2 separate regions of the Anas platyrhynchos genome follow, and region 1 is linked to region 2. A link is a contact called in public Hi-C data. All regions are on one chromosome and are shown on one strand. Each heading gives the region's core, a stretch centred on a gene start, on an enhancer-like site or on the middle of the called end of the contact. The rest is flanking DNA. Distances are from core to core; before and after follow the strand shown. Region 1 holds the start of LOC119713296 (a long non-coding RNA gene). Region 2 holds the start of NUAK1 (NUAK family kinase 1).

Evidence for each region. Hi-C and Micro-C count contacts between places; a contact is called where the count stands out from the background.
Region 1: a Hi-C map of subcutaneous adipose tissue shows a contact between it and region 2, with 4 times the contacts expected there. The contact joins the enhancer-like site here to the promoter of NUAK1 in region 2. A contact is called at or near these places in 5 of 8 Hi-C or Micro-C datasets (F1 follicle, liver, skeletal muscle and 1 more).

Annotation. Positions count from the first base shown.
Region 1 is chr1:57,451,671-57,457,688 of IASCAAS_PekinDuck_T2T, forward strand. All of the region lies in intron 5 of C1H12orf75 (chromosome 1 C12orf75 homolog), which reads right to left. LOC119713296 (a long non-coding RNA gene) reads left to right here and starts at 468. Exons shown (of 2, transcript XR_005260393.2): 1 at 468-2,951; 2 at 3,561-4,077. Within about 2 kb of position 3,696, at least 3 of the 8 cell types and tissues checked have an H3K27ac peak or open chromatin away from gene starts, as enhancers often do. A contact at or near this core is called in subcutaneous adipose tissue, where this site is marked.
Region 2 is chr1:57,213,945-57,220,107 of IASCAAS_PekinDuck_T2T, forward strand. NUAK1 (NUAK family kinase 1) reads left to right here and starts at 4,184. Exons shown (of 7, transcript XM_027449656.3): 1 at 4,184-4,566. The coding sequence starts at 4,249.

The DNA of each region.
Region 1 (6,018 bases), core at 2,446-4,945, 240 kb after region 2:
CATCTCTCTGCCAAGCAGCACTGCTTTAGTTATTTCGATCTCTCCCTTAGCATCAGGCCTGGCTCTCTACAAGTCTGGAATTAACAAGCGACGCCATGGGGTATCTTCTGCTCTTGGCAACTCCCTTGCCTATGCATAAAGTTGAGCTGGGTTTTGCCACAAGCTGAAAGCCTCCCTCTTTCAGAGCTGAAATTTGGCATTCATTCATGAACTTTAGTGTAAAGCTGACATACTCATATAAACTTAGATATATATTTCACCAATTTCAAACCAAGCCTGAGGTTGTTTGGATAAAACTTTTTAAAATAAAGTTTAATTTTTTTCCTCACCCTCTCGCACCTTATCTTGTCCTTCAAGTAGTTATTGTCAGCCTGTAGAATATTAGCCTGGCTTGTTTACCCAAGGTTGCTTCCAATTTTCACATTAAGCAAGAGCAATGTTGCCGAGGACTTGAGCCAAACCTAGTGAAATCCATAAAAGAAAGCTGCATCAATTTTAATGGGCTTTGCAACAGGTCTCAAACATTTCAAGAGTAGAAGCACTCCGTTCCTGCAACCACAGCATTGGCAGAAGCAGGACAGCACATTGGCCAAATGGCAGGAAGATAATAGGGACCTAAAAAGCAGGGTATGACCAGTAGATCTCAGCAGGAATCCCTAACTCCAGTAGTTAAAGCTGAGCTACTGCTGCAGTGTACAGCCTGTCAGCAGAGGAATTATCACTGTCATGACACTAGACCTATTATCTCGGAGAGATTTTAAAGACAGAGTGGAGTAGCTTACATGGGATGGGCTCAGTCACTAGGCACAGAGCCTTTACTACAACAACTACAACTACAACTTTACTACAACAGTCTTGTTCCTCAAGACTGTTGAGGAACAAATGCATTTAATTTCCATACTTCTTTACTGGAGGAAAAAAACAAACAAACAAACAAAAAAAAACATAACGTTTTAAGTCTAGGAATTGAGTCTTTGGTGATATCATAGGCTAGCAGAAGGGAAAGACCTTCTTAATCCTTCTTCCCCATTGTCCCTCTGAAGTAGAAGACTTTCCTTCATTAGGGAGAGACATGGGAGACAGCCACTACTCATGTGCCAGGCACAAGAAAAGCTCAAAGCAAGTTTTTCAGCTTATTGGAACAACTCCTGTGTCCGTTCCATTCCCTCCTTCCCTCCTCCTCCTGTCCCCCCCCCCCCCCCCCCCCCCAAAAAAAAAAAAAATAAAATAAACACCTATGGAGGTATGGAGGCACATACTCAAATGAGACTGAGTATCTCCTGCACTCTATATCATCCTCCACAAGATAAACCTGACCACTTTTGTGTATGGCAAACACAGCCCCAGGTCATCTCCTGCTGTACTCAGGTGCCTCTGTCATCATCCCAGCCGTTCCAATGAGACTGCTTGCATGTGAAACAGGTCTTAGGGTGTCTACTTTTCAGCAAACAATAAATCATTTTTTTCTGCTGGTCTTGGCCTTTAATAAAGGTTACCACATTCCACCTACTCTTCTTCAGAAAAAGGTCTTGTTTATTCATCTGCTGGGTAATATTGTCATCCTGCACAGGTATGTGCACTCAAAGGTATTTAAACATCCTCCAACACATCTCTGGGCAACACAGCTACCATCTGTTATTCTCTCTTTCTCGGGCCAGCACAGTAAATGATAAATGAATCTGTATATTCCTCTTCCAGGTTTGTTTTGTTGTGCTTCTGGGTTTCTTGATGCATTGAAAATGCACTTTAGGCCAAGTCCTGCACAGCATGAAAAGTGATGGAATGATGTGAATAACTGCAGTTCTTTAAAGTGCCCTAGGATGTGTAGCACTTTGCATGCATAAGTCACTCCTAAGAGCAACCAGAATAAAACCTGTGACTGGCAGTGCAGGATTCTGAAATGTAACTGAAGTGGTCGGGAAGGCTTTGCAGTGACACAGCTCTTCATGCACTGAAATGCATGCGCTGAAGCTCCATAAGCCTGGTCATCCATTCCCTTTGATAGTTTTAAAATAGACCAAGACAAATGAAAGGTTTAATCTGTGCTGATGCAGAAAGAATCATTTTCTGGAATTCTTTGCTATTGCTGTGGAAGTATCACCCCAAGTATTTATGTTCATTCTTTTTCTGTTTCAGAGTGTGGAATTCTCCTGCTGGCATATTTATTTTTCCTAATACCACTAAATACATACTGAAAACTGACTGAAATAGCCTGGCTTCTTTAAGAGATTAGATGTCAGAGGTGATGGGAAGCATTTGAAGGAGGAACAACCCTTCAGATACCAAGGAGAGCTGAGTGGGTCAAGGAATCATGGCTGTCATTTTCCTGCTTCAAGATGCCACTTCAAATCTAGCCCAAATGAAGAATGAGCCTTAAGTACCTGCCCACGAGAAATGAACCAGCAACATGTGTTAGTTAATTATGGAGACATGTAAATAGCACAAAGCACATGATGCTTTACAATGAGTTTGTAACCTTTTAATCTTCCAGCAGGCAAAAATGGGTCTGCAGCACAGACACAATGGTCACAAGTTTTCTGGGTGCTCTGCTACCTTGCTGCTGTCCTGCTAATTGAACCCGCTTGTTCTGACATGCCAGTATGTTTCCTAATAAAGTGTTACTATAAGGTGAGACAGAACAATGAAAATGGTAGTTCCCATCCAAAACACTATAGCCCGACTCATCACTTGTTGTATCCTATGACTGCAAAGCCCCCCAAAAAAGGAAGGCAGCACTTTGGAATAGGACTCATTTCTAAATAGTGCTTGGATCCACGCACAACAGAAGGACAACGGCCTTATTTTTATCCCTTTCCCATCGTCAGAAGGCTCATATTTCAGCAAGTATAATTAGTGCAGAGATTTCAGAGCTGAAAAAGCCAGGGAAATGTCAGCACAGAAGGCCCCACAAGCTAAAGGGGAGACACCATGCAAACATCAACTGGACAAAGGTAGGAAAAAAACAGCACCCCACCAGTGAGATATGCAGGGCTGCTACACAGGACAGGGCACAAGCCAGGTGTCAAGGACTGCCCTACACAGGTGGGCACTCATCAAGGGTTGCAGCCTCACAGGGCTGGGTATGGAGACCAAGGCAGGTAATGGGCTGCTTTGATAGCACAGCAAGGGACAAGCCAGTACCAGGAGCCAACCCGGACCAGACATGCCAGGGCCACAGTACAGCACTGAGAAGGTCCATCCTGTAGCCTAGAGACAGGGCTAGAGGCAAACCCACCAACAACCCAGCTCAAGGACAAGCCACAAACCTGGGGCATGCTGAAATAGGCCCATGGAGTGGGTGAGGTTTCAGATTAAACCAGTCAGGGCTGTTAAGGCCCACTAGGGCCTTCAGGGTATCCCTCATGTCTTTTTTGCTTCTTTTTTTGTTATTGCTAGTGACTGTGGTGTATAACTGGGCCCTGGTACAGGTCTGAGCAATGGGCTATGCAACAGTAATGCAGTTTCACAGCCCTCCAGGCTGACCACCCTCTGAAGTAGAGGGGCTGCTTCAAAGGGACCCATCCTGCACTAGGAGACAGCTCTTGCTTTTCTCTCTGCAGAAAAATGGCATCTCTCCCTGACATTTCAACCCCTGGAGGAGAGGGAAACGTGGACTGTAAAGGAAACATTGACTGTACACTGAACATACTTCACCGTCCCCTTGGGAATAGTAACTTTGCCAGTTCACAGCATGTGGGATCAGCAGCTGGCTACAATCAGGTCCAGCTCAGACTCATCCCCAACTAACCACATGGTCTCAAATACTTTTGTTAGCCAGACTTTTAAGTAACACTCCTTTTTGTTAAGATACCTCCGTTCAGGGCCTTAATTAGAAGCAACAGATCGTGTTGATTTCAATGGCCCAGACCTCAGCTGAGCTCAATTACACTTGCAGGTGACCTGCACCTCTGATGGTCAGGCCTAAGTGCCTCATATTAGACGTTGAAATTAGTACACTGCACTGCTTGCAGAACTAGTAGTTTTAAATCTTATGATGAAAAGTGTATGTTGTAATGAATTCTAATTTTCTCATGTTATGGGTGAGCCTTGAATAAATATACATATATATATATATGACCTTCACAAATCAGTTAACTTTGTTAATTTTACATTTCACCTCCCTTGCACACAGACTCAAAGTTTTCCATTTTAACTACAGATTTTTTATCACATTAAATACTCTCTCTCATTTTTTTTTTTTTTTTTTATTTTTTTTTTTCTCCTGAATTTTACCATTCCTTAGCTGCAAGGAGAAGATCGAGGCTCTATATGATCACTTTTCCTCTGTGAGCAACCCCATTGCCCCCTGTCCAAGCAGAACCAGAGATCTGCAGGAGCTGTGTCCAGCAGCAGGAAAGCGAACCCACCACTGCTGGAGCAAGTCTGCTCTCTGCTGGGGAATCCTACATAGGTGCATGCTGATGCCTTTCTAAGTGAGGGTTTTTTGCAGCATGAAGCTTCACTTGCCCATGTCTGGTTCCCTTTGCCCATCCAGAAAGCTGCTCTACCACTTTAATCAGTCAAGCCATCAGCCTGTAAATCCTCTGCTCCATATACCTGAAATGTGTCCACTGTAGAAACAGTCCAGGATTTTCCTGGCAATAGTAGATGTCAAAGGAAGAAGTTTCAAATATCCTGAGGTGACTGTTGCTGAATTCATTTTTTCCATAATGTCTGTCCCACATCCCTTCCCTGGCACCTGTACCTAAAATCCTACTGCAAATCTATAGTCCCCTTTTACAAACTCAGATGGCCACGGTATGCCCATGATTTTCCCATTTTCACTCACAGACCATGAACTCAGCCATGTATTTTGAACCTCCTGATGCTCTCCCGTGTTTCTTTGCTGTGTTTCTCTGTCCATGTGCTCTCTGCATCCTCACATGATGCTTTTCCCTCACACCACAATACCTTTCCTACTGGGGCTTCTCTGGAGAGGAGATAACAACCTTTGTCTCTCCGACGTTCACTTTGTGCCACCTGCTGGCCCCAAGTCTTCGGTCTTCAGAGAACACCACAAGATCATTCCCTTCAACGTACCTCAGGAAAGGAAAAAAAGAAACCTTTCCAGAAAGTAATGGCCTTGCCAAGGCTGGTCACCATGGGTGACTTCATGAAAAGGCTTTGATTCCTACTGCTCAGCTGGCATTTAATACGCCATGGTCACATGCTGGAGTCTGATGAGTCTGATAACAAGCACAGAGCATGGAAGCATGCTGGGATCTCTTCTACTTTTGCCATCTCTGTGAACGGCTTTTCCTGTCCAAGGCTGCAGCTGCCTGCAATAGTGAAGTTAAGGCCCTGGAGAGAAAACTGCTGCTGTGCCCTGGGGAAGCCCAGCCACATCCCTGTGTTCAAGTCCCCAGCCCAGCAAGAGCTGGTTGCTCCCTTGTAGCAGTACAAGTTTATCAGCTAGAGGGTGTGAATGCAAGAATAAAATCATCTGATGCTAAAACAAGGACCTAGCAGATCCATGGTCAGACATACGGGACACCAAAATACCTCTTACTTACCTCTGTCATTGATCCTTTTTGCAGTCACAAAGGGGAATGAACAAGCCTTTTGCCCAGATTAAACCTTACTTTCTCAGCAAAGCTTGATCACAACATTCACACATTTTCTTGGGCAAAACAAGGTTAAATCTGGATTTTTGTGACACTGGAGGTTTTGGGCTTGTTTGTTTTTGTTTGTTTGTTTGTTTGTTTTCTCAGGCTGGGCCTCCACACAGCCTGGTCTGAACAGTTTGGGAGCAGTGACAAGTAGAGTGACTTGACTCACTTGCCCATAGAGTCAGAAGAGATTGATCTGCTCAGACACATATGTCACCAGGAAGTGCATCCACTATGGGGAAAAGAGACAGTCTCAAATGAGATCAAAATAGCTTTTTATTCAGTCATATCTCACCGTGTGAAAAACTCACTCCAGGTCCTTGCAAAGCTTGGAATTTTGCTAAAAAACATCAAAACATGCAAGTGTGCTGGTGCCAGGGCTTTCTGCACAGGTGCACTGGCAGCTGTT
Region 2 (6,163 bases), core at 2,934-5,433:
ATTGAGTGGAGCACATTAACATGCTTTCACTTCATCCGACCAAAAAGCTCCCTATCAGCGTGTACTTACACAGAGGAGAAAGTTCAGTTGAGAGAGTGCCCTCTGGATTTGCCTGCCAGCATCTTCCAAGTATTTGCAGTTCTGTCATCCTTGGATTTGCAGACTGAGCAGCACTGAGCACTTTAGCTTAGACCAGCAAGCTATGCTTTGCTTGAGCATCAGTCAAAGCAACTCAATTGACTTTAAGATGTTGGTGATGTGTTTCTCTGTGCACAGGCTAGAGCTCAACAGACAGGCTGAAACCTAAGCAAGCAGAACATTAGTTTTAGAGATACAGGTCCATCATATCCAGGAATCCCTTCAATACTCATTTCTCCCCTTTCCTGTGTCTCACATTCTAGAGAGGTTGCAGAGGACAGTTAAAGAAGCCATTTCAGTTCTCCAGCAGCCCCTTGGAAGCCTACCTTTGTAAGGATGATTATAAAAATAGCTTCACATAAACACTGAAGAGTGCTTACAAGCAGAAAGTCAGTTTATGTTTAAATGATACCATCTCACCAAGCTGCGCTGCAATGGGCATCATTGTTGCACAGCAAGTACCTGACCTCAGTTCATAAAGTAAGTATTTGTAGCAAGCATCTTTGAAATCTCATGGTTATTTTTTTTTCTTTTCAGCTAAATACATGGAAGGCTCTGTGAATCTGACATTTCATTCTAGGCGTTAAACATTTTGAGGAGACTTCAAGATTTAACTGAAAGTCATTAAGCCGGTGCCTTTTATCCCGAGTGTCTCTATGTCAGCTACAAAATAAATTGTGGTTTTGAAAGTTCGTGGCAAAAAATAATCCTAAAAATGTACTGAGTTTTATGATAAATTTATATTGCTGACATGTTGCAATCTTTCTCCTACTCACACCGACTTAAGGGAGATAAGCCTACCGAAATCGATGGCTTTATTGTTATTATTACGGTTATCTGCATAGTTTAGATTTGGTACAACATATCCTCCAATATTGTTTTGCAAATTAAAGCCTAATCCTATTCCTTTGAGGCTGGTTAGCAGAAGCCTACTGGTTTCAATGGGAGGACAATTCCTTCTTGTGAATAAGGAAAAGCATTTACATAAAATAACAATGTCAGAAATGAAGAATTCCCTAGTGGTGTCTGCAAACTCGGAGAGCTGAAATTCTCACCAAATGTTTATTTCAGAAACAATGAAACACTGCATTTTTTACAGTGACATGAACAACTAGAATGATACAAATTACCTAAAAAAGCCATTATTTAAGATTTTCTACATCCAGTCTGACATTGCCTTGCTTATCTTCTCTGATTTTTACTTCTTGGCATTCTTATACATGTTGTGAAGGACACTGGTTAAATATTTGCTCTAGTGATTCTTATTCCCGTAACGACAAGTATAATGCTGATTGCAAAGCTGACAATATGCTGAAAATGAAATATTTCCACATATTAGTGATACGCTTTCTCTATTTGTCATTATTTTCCATTCCCATTGCTCTTGCATATGAGCACAGAAAGCTTCTTATGCCCAGTTTTTATTCATACATTTAATTTGCTTAATGCCCTCTGGCTTCACATTTAAGAGCGTGGAAATTTGAAAGGAACAGTATTATTTCTAATGCTGCATAGTACCTGTGCTTATTCCATTATAAAATTGGTATTTTTCATTTTGGAGCTTCTGGTATTTCATTATGCCTTGTATCTGTCCAATCGCAATATATAGCAATGATTCATGACATATTTCCTTACGGAACTGGTGGTGTACGCTTCCAAGCAGTTAAAAGAGAATACTCTCGGGAATATTAACAACGCTTGTGAGCATAGCATAATGAAACCTGTTTTCGTCAATGGGATTGCTTTTCAGCTGTTCGAGAGCTGTAAGGGACCTGGGTGCAGGCTCTACCATGTTCAGCCCAAGAGAGCTTCCAGGCAGCGAGAGACAAACCTAGCTGGAGACTGTCCCCTGCTGCCTCTGGGTGGATGGAGCCGTTCCTGAGCTGCTCATGGAGCCAGGGCGCAGTCAGCTGGCTCAGGTCCTGGTGCAGGATGTGGCCTGCTCCGAGCTAGGCTGGGAGCAGGGCTTGCACTGGGCGTGCAAAACCACCAGGCGTTTGTTACAGTCATCTGGACAGACTGCTGCAGCCTTAGCACTCAGTGAGATCAAGTCAAATTTAACCTGTTTAAGTGAAGTTGGGTTGAGGTGAACACGTGCCAGGACAATTCTTCACTTCTGCCAGCAGACAAGGGCACCATTCTGTTGCCAGCCCTCCTAGCTCCCTCCTACTTCTTGGTGCTGCTCCATCCCTCGCCCATTCCCCTGCCAACCCCTCCTTGCAGCAGTGCTGCCCTCTGTTCCTTCATGCAGAGGTTTCGTGGGGCAATCCCCCGGTTCAAGAAGTGCTATGTAAGTGGGTTTCAGACTGGGGGTGCAGAAGGCAGCCGGTGCAGGAGCAGACCTCCTTCTCTCTCAGGCACTGCTCTATCCTGTGCCAGCTGGCAAGAATGCAGTAGCACTTCAGAGCACTAAAATAAAATGAAAAATATGAAAGCTACTGATGTAGTTTTATTTCTAACAAAGAGAAGGCCACAGACGTGTCATCCTTTCCACTACTAAAGCAAAGGGAGAGACTACAGGAGGACACAGCTCTCTCTTTTTGTACAGTAACAGAGAATGAGGCTTCCCTTCCCCTTTCTGCTTCGCTAGCCAGTAGGTGATGCAGTCTGTGAGATGCTACATTTCAAGCTCCAGGGCTTAAGCCAATATCTGGCTCTCAACAATCAAGAAACCTAGTGTGGGAGGCATTACTTCCCTCTGGCCACTACAGGATTCTTTCTTCCTTCCTCAAAATGTGCAGCGTGGTGCTGACTCCTGTCAGGAACAGGATATTGCAGCAGGCAGACTTGCCTTGAGCCAGTCAGGCTCATCTGCTGATCATAAAATGTAGGTGCAGAGACAGCAATTACCAAGAAACTTGTGTTTTCAAGTTATCAAGTCATAAGGGCTAAGGCTGCATGCGGCCTCAGGAAAGTACGTTCCTGGTCATCACCAGCCCAGTGAGCTAGAGGAGCCCAGCAAGTCCTCACCAAAGCCAGTGTCTGGATATCATCCCATCACCTTGACACTCCTTGGTTAGTTTCCTCTGACAAACCTAAATGTTATGCCTCAACATCAGTGCAACCACGAGGCCTAGCCTGGGATTTCATAGGGTCTCCATGTTAGCTTTATGGCTCAACCCCTGATGTAACCTGCACCTAAAGGACAGCCAGAGGGGAGGAGACAGGACCAGGGGGCTCATGTCAAGGCCTTTGAGTCCGCCCAGCAAACGGGACACACTGGAAAACACCAAAATGATCACACTGTACACAAATTCCCCACTCCTCCAACAGAGGCCATCCACCTTCACGGCCGCGGGCTTGAGGGCTGCTGTTCTGAAGGAAACATCTGACTCATCCCAACCTTGGCACCGCTTTATACGCCTGCGTTGGTTTAAGTTTTCAAGGACTCTTTGCAGAAGAAACCACCGGCTTACTCCAAATTTACAAAAAGTGTAAAAATGACACTTTTATTTGCATTTCAAGGTTCCCAAAAGCAGAGGTGAGGGCCCCGCCAGCTCTCACCCTTGGCACTGCGCTGCCTGGACGTGAAGCAGAGCGGGGCTTGGACCCAGGCAGGTTTTTTGCAGGAGAACAGCTTTGGGAGCGGGCTGGCAGCGCCCGTCCCTGCCAAAGCCAGGCAGGGGCTGGGTGTGCCCGTGTTTTGTCGGCGAGCTCCATGACATGGAAATGGAAACCCTACAGGAAGCCCTCGCCCGTTGGGCTACCGGGGAAAACTAAAAGTCCTGGAAAAAAAAATAAAAAAAAAGAAAAAGAGAACCATCAAATCACACTTTCCAGACCTAAATTGGGTCCAGCTTCCCCCGGGCACCCTGCCGCAGGTGCCCGCGCCCCACAGCGGGGCCGCTGCCCCCCTCCTGGGGGCTTCGCCCTGCGGGCCGAGGCCTCGCCGAGGAGCTCTGGGGGCGATGGGGCTGAAGCGAGCCGGGCTACGCCGAGCCGAGCCGGGGCGGAGGGGCCGCCCCCGGGGCCGGCAGGGAAAGGGGAGGGGAGCTCGGGGCGCCCCCGCCTCCCGGCCCGCCCCGCCGCGCCCCATGGTGCCGGCGCGGGGCTGAGGCAGAGGCTGCGGGGCCGGCGGGGCGCTCAGAGCCGCGCCCGCCGCCGCCGGGCATGGAGGGTGCCGAGGCGGCCGCCCCCGGCAGCAGCAGCCCCGCACAGCCCCGCTGCTCCTCCTGCGGCTCCGGGCCCGGAGGGGGCGAGGCTGCGGCTGCGGCTGGGGCTGGGGCTGGGGCTGGGGCTGCAGCGGCCATGGAGGAGCCGCTGGTGGGGGAGGCTCCGGCTCCGTCGCCGGGGCCGAGGAAGCAGCAGGGGGTGAAGCGGCATCACCACAAGCACAACCTGAAGCATCGCTACGAGCTGCAGGAGACCTTGGGCAAAGGCACCTACGGCAAAGTCAAGCGGGCCATCGAGCGGTTTTCGGGCAGAGTGGTAAGGAAGGGGGACGGGGGGGTGTTTTTTGGGGGTCCCCGTGGGGACGGGGCTTCGCCCGCGGGGCAGAAGCTGCCGCATTTTGGGTGCCGGGGTGGTGCTGGAGTAAGGCATCAGGGCATTTAAATTGATGTGTTGTTATTGGAAAAAAAAAATCAGGGTGGCTTGCTGCTCGTGTTTGGCTCTTACACGCGTCCCTCCCGTGCACGGTGATTCCTTTCCCAAGTGGAAATCCGCGAAACCTGTCACGCTCCCGGCTGGCCGGAGCAGCTCACAGTCCTGTCAGGATGGCAAGCATCGGCCAGAGCCGCCCTCATGCAGTCCTGCTGTAGTGACCCAAACTTTGCTGACACCTAAAAAAACCACCACGGGGACTGCAACCCCAGCCCCGTTGGTTTTTACGACCCGTCTCACTGCTGGGTTGTGCCGGCTGGCTCGAGGCTTGAAGCTGTCCTGCAGTAACTCAGCTGCAGCGTTTCCTAGCACGAAAATGCGATTGAAGAAACGCACACGTTAGCCAGGGTTATTGGCATTTTCCCTCCGCTGAAACATGTAAGTAAGCGCCCTCGGAGGACAAGCGAATGGGAGGCAGGCGTCGTGTTAAGGGCTGCCCAGAGAAATAGACGCTTCTCCAAAGAGGTCCTCGCATGGCTTTTCATATGAAGGAGACTAATTGAGTTTTCACTAGACTTCATCTAAAACCGAGGCATTTCCCTAGTGACATTACAGGTTTTGTCTCATTTGTCTCTCTGTTTCGCTTGTCTGGGAGCTCAACACGCACCGAGAGGCAGAGGCAACTGTAAAACAGCAAAAGGAATTGCAGATGCAGCGGCTTTAATAAGAGACATTTACTTTGCAACCAAATATCTTTGTGTCGACAGTGAAAATGAGGTTTCAGCCAAGCTGTGGAGTCATATCATGTATGCTTTCAGTTTATTAGCTCATTTGGAGGCTGGCTAAAGAGAAACCAGAGATGGACATCTCTGCACATGCTCACTCCAAGTATATGATTTTTAAAGTTTGCTGCCTTGGCTGTTTTACAGCGTCAGGCTAACAAAAGCTCCAGGGCTATATTATTTACTATTATTCTGTAAGCAGATAATTTATGAGTTTCATTACGTGATACAGTAAATAAGAGAATACATCCAAAAATCATTTTAAAAGGCTCGATCAATTAAAAAATATTGACTGTATTGTAAATGGGATTTGGTTTTGTGAAGGGTCCTTGCTGAGGAAAGGATGTAGCATGGATGCGTGTCTAAGTAACAGCGCACCTGTGGTCTTCTTGTCCTTTGCTATTCTCAAGCTCTTCAGCTCTATAGCTAAAGGTACTTCAGTGATATGGTCTGAACTGAATTTATATGGCTAATGCCATCTCGAAATGGAGAGAGTGGAAATCAAAATACCGCTGTGATCTTAGATGCCATAAAAACGTTACACTTGCTCTATCAGCTGGTATGTAGAAGCTAAACAAATCCTCGCAGGGGTGTTAGTTTTATACTACAGTAATATAACCCTTGGCGTGTGGCACTTCATAATTATTAACTAGTCTACAGGCAAGTTGTGGCGCAACGTGTCTGTTTGAACTTTAACATCT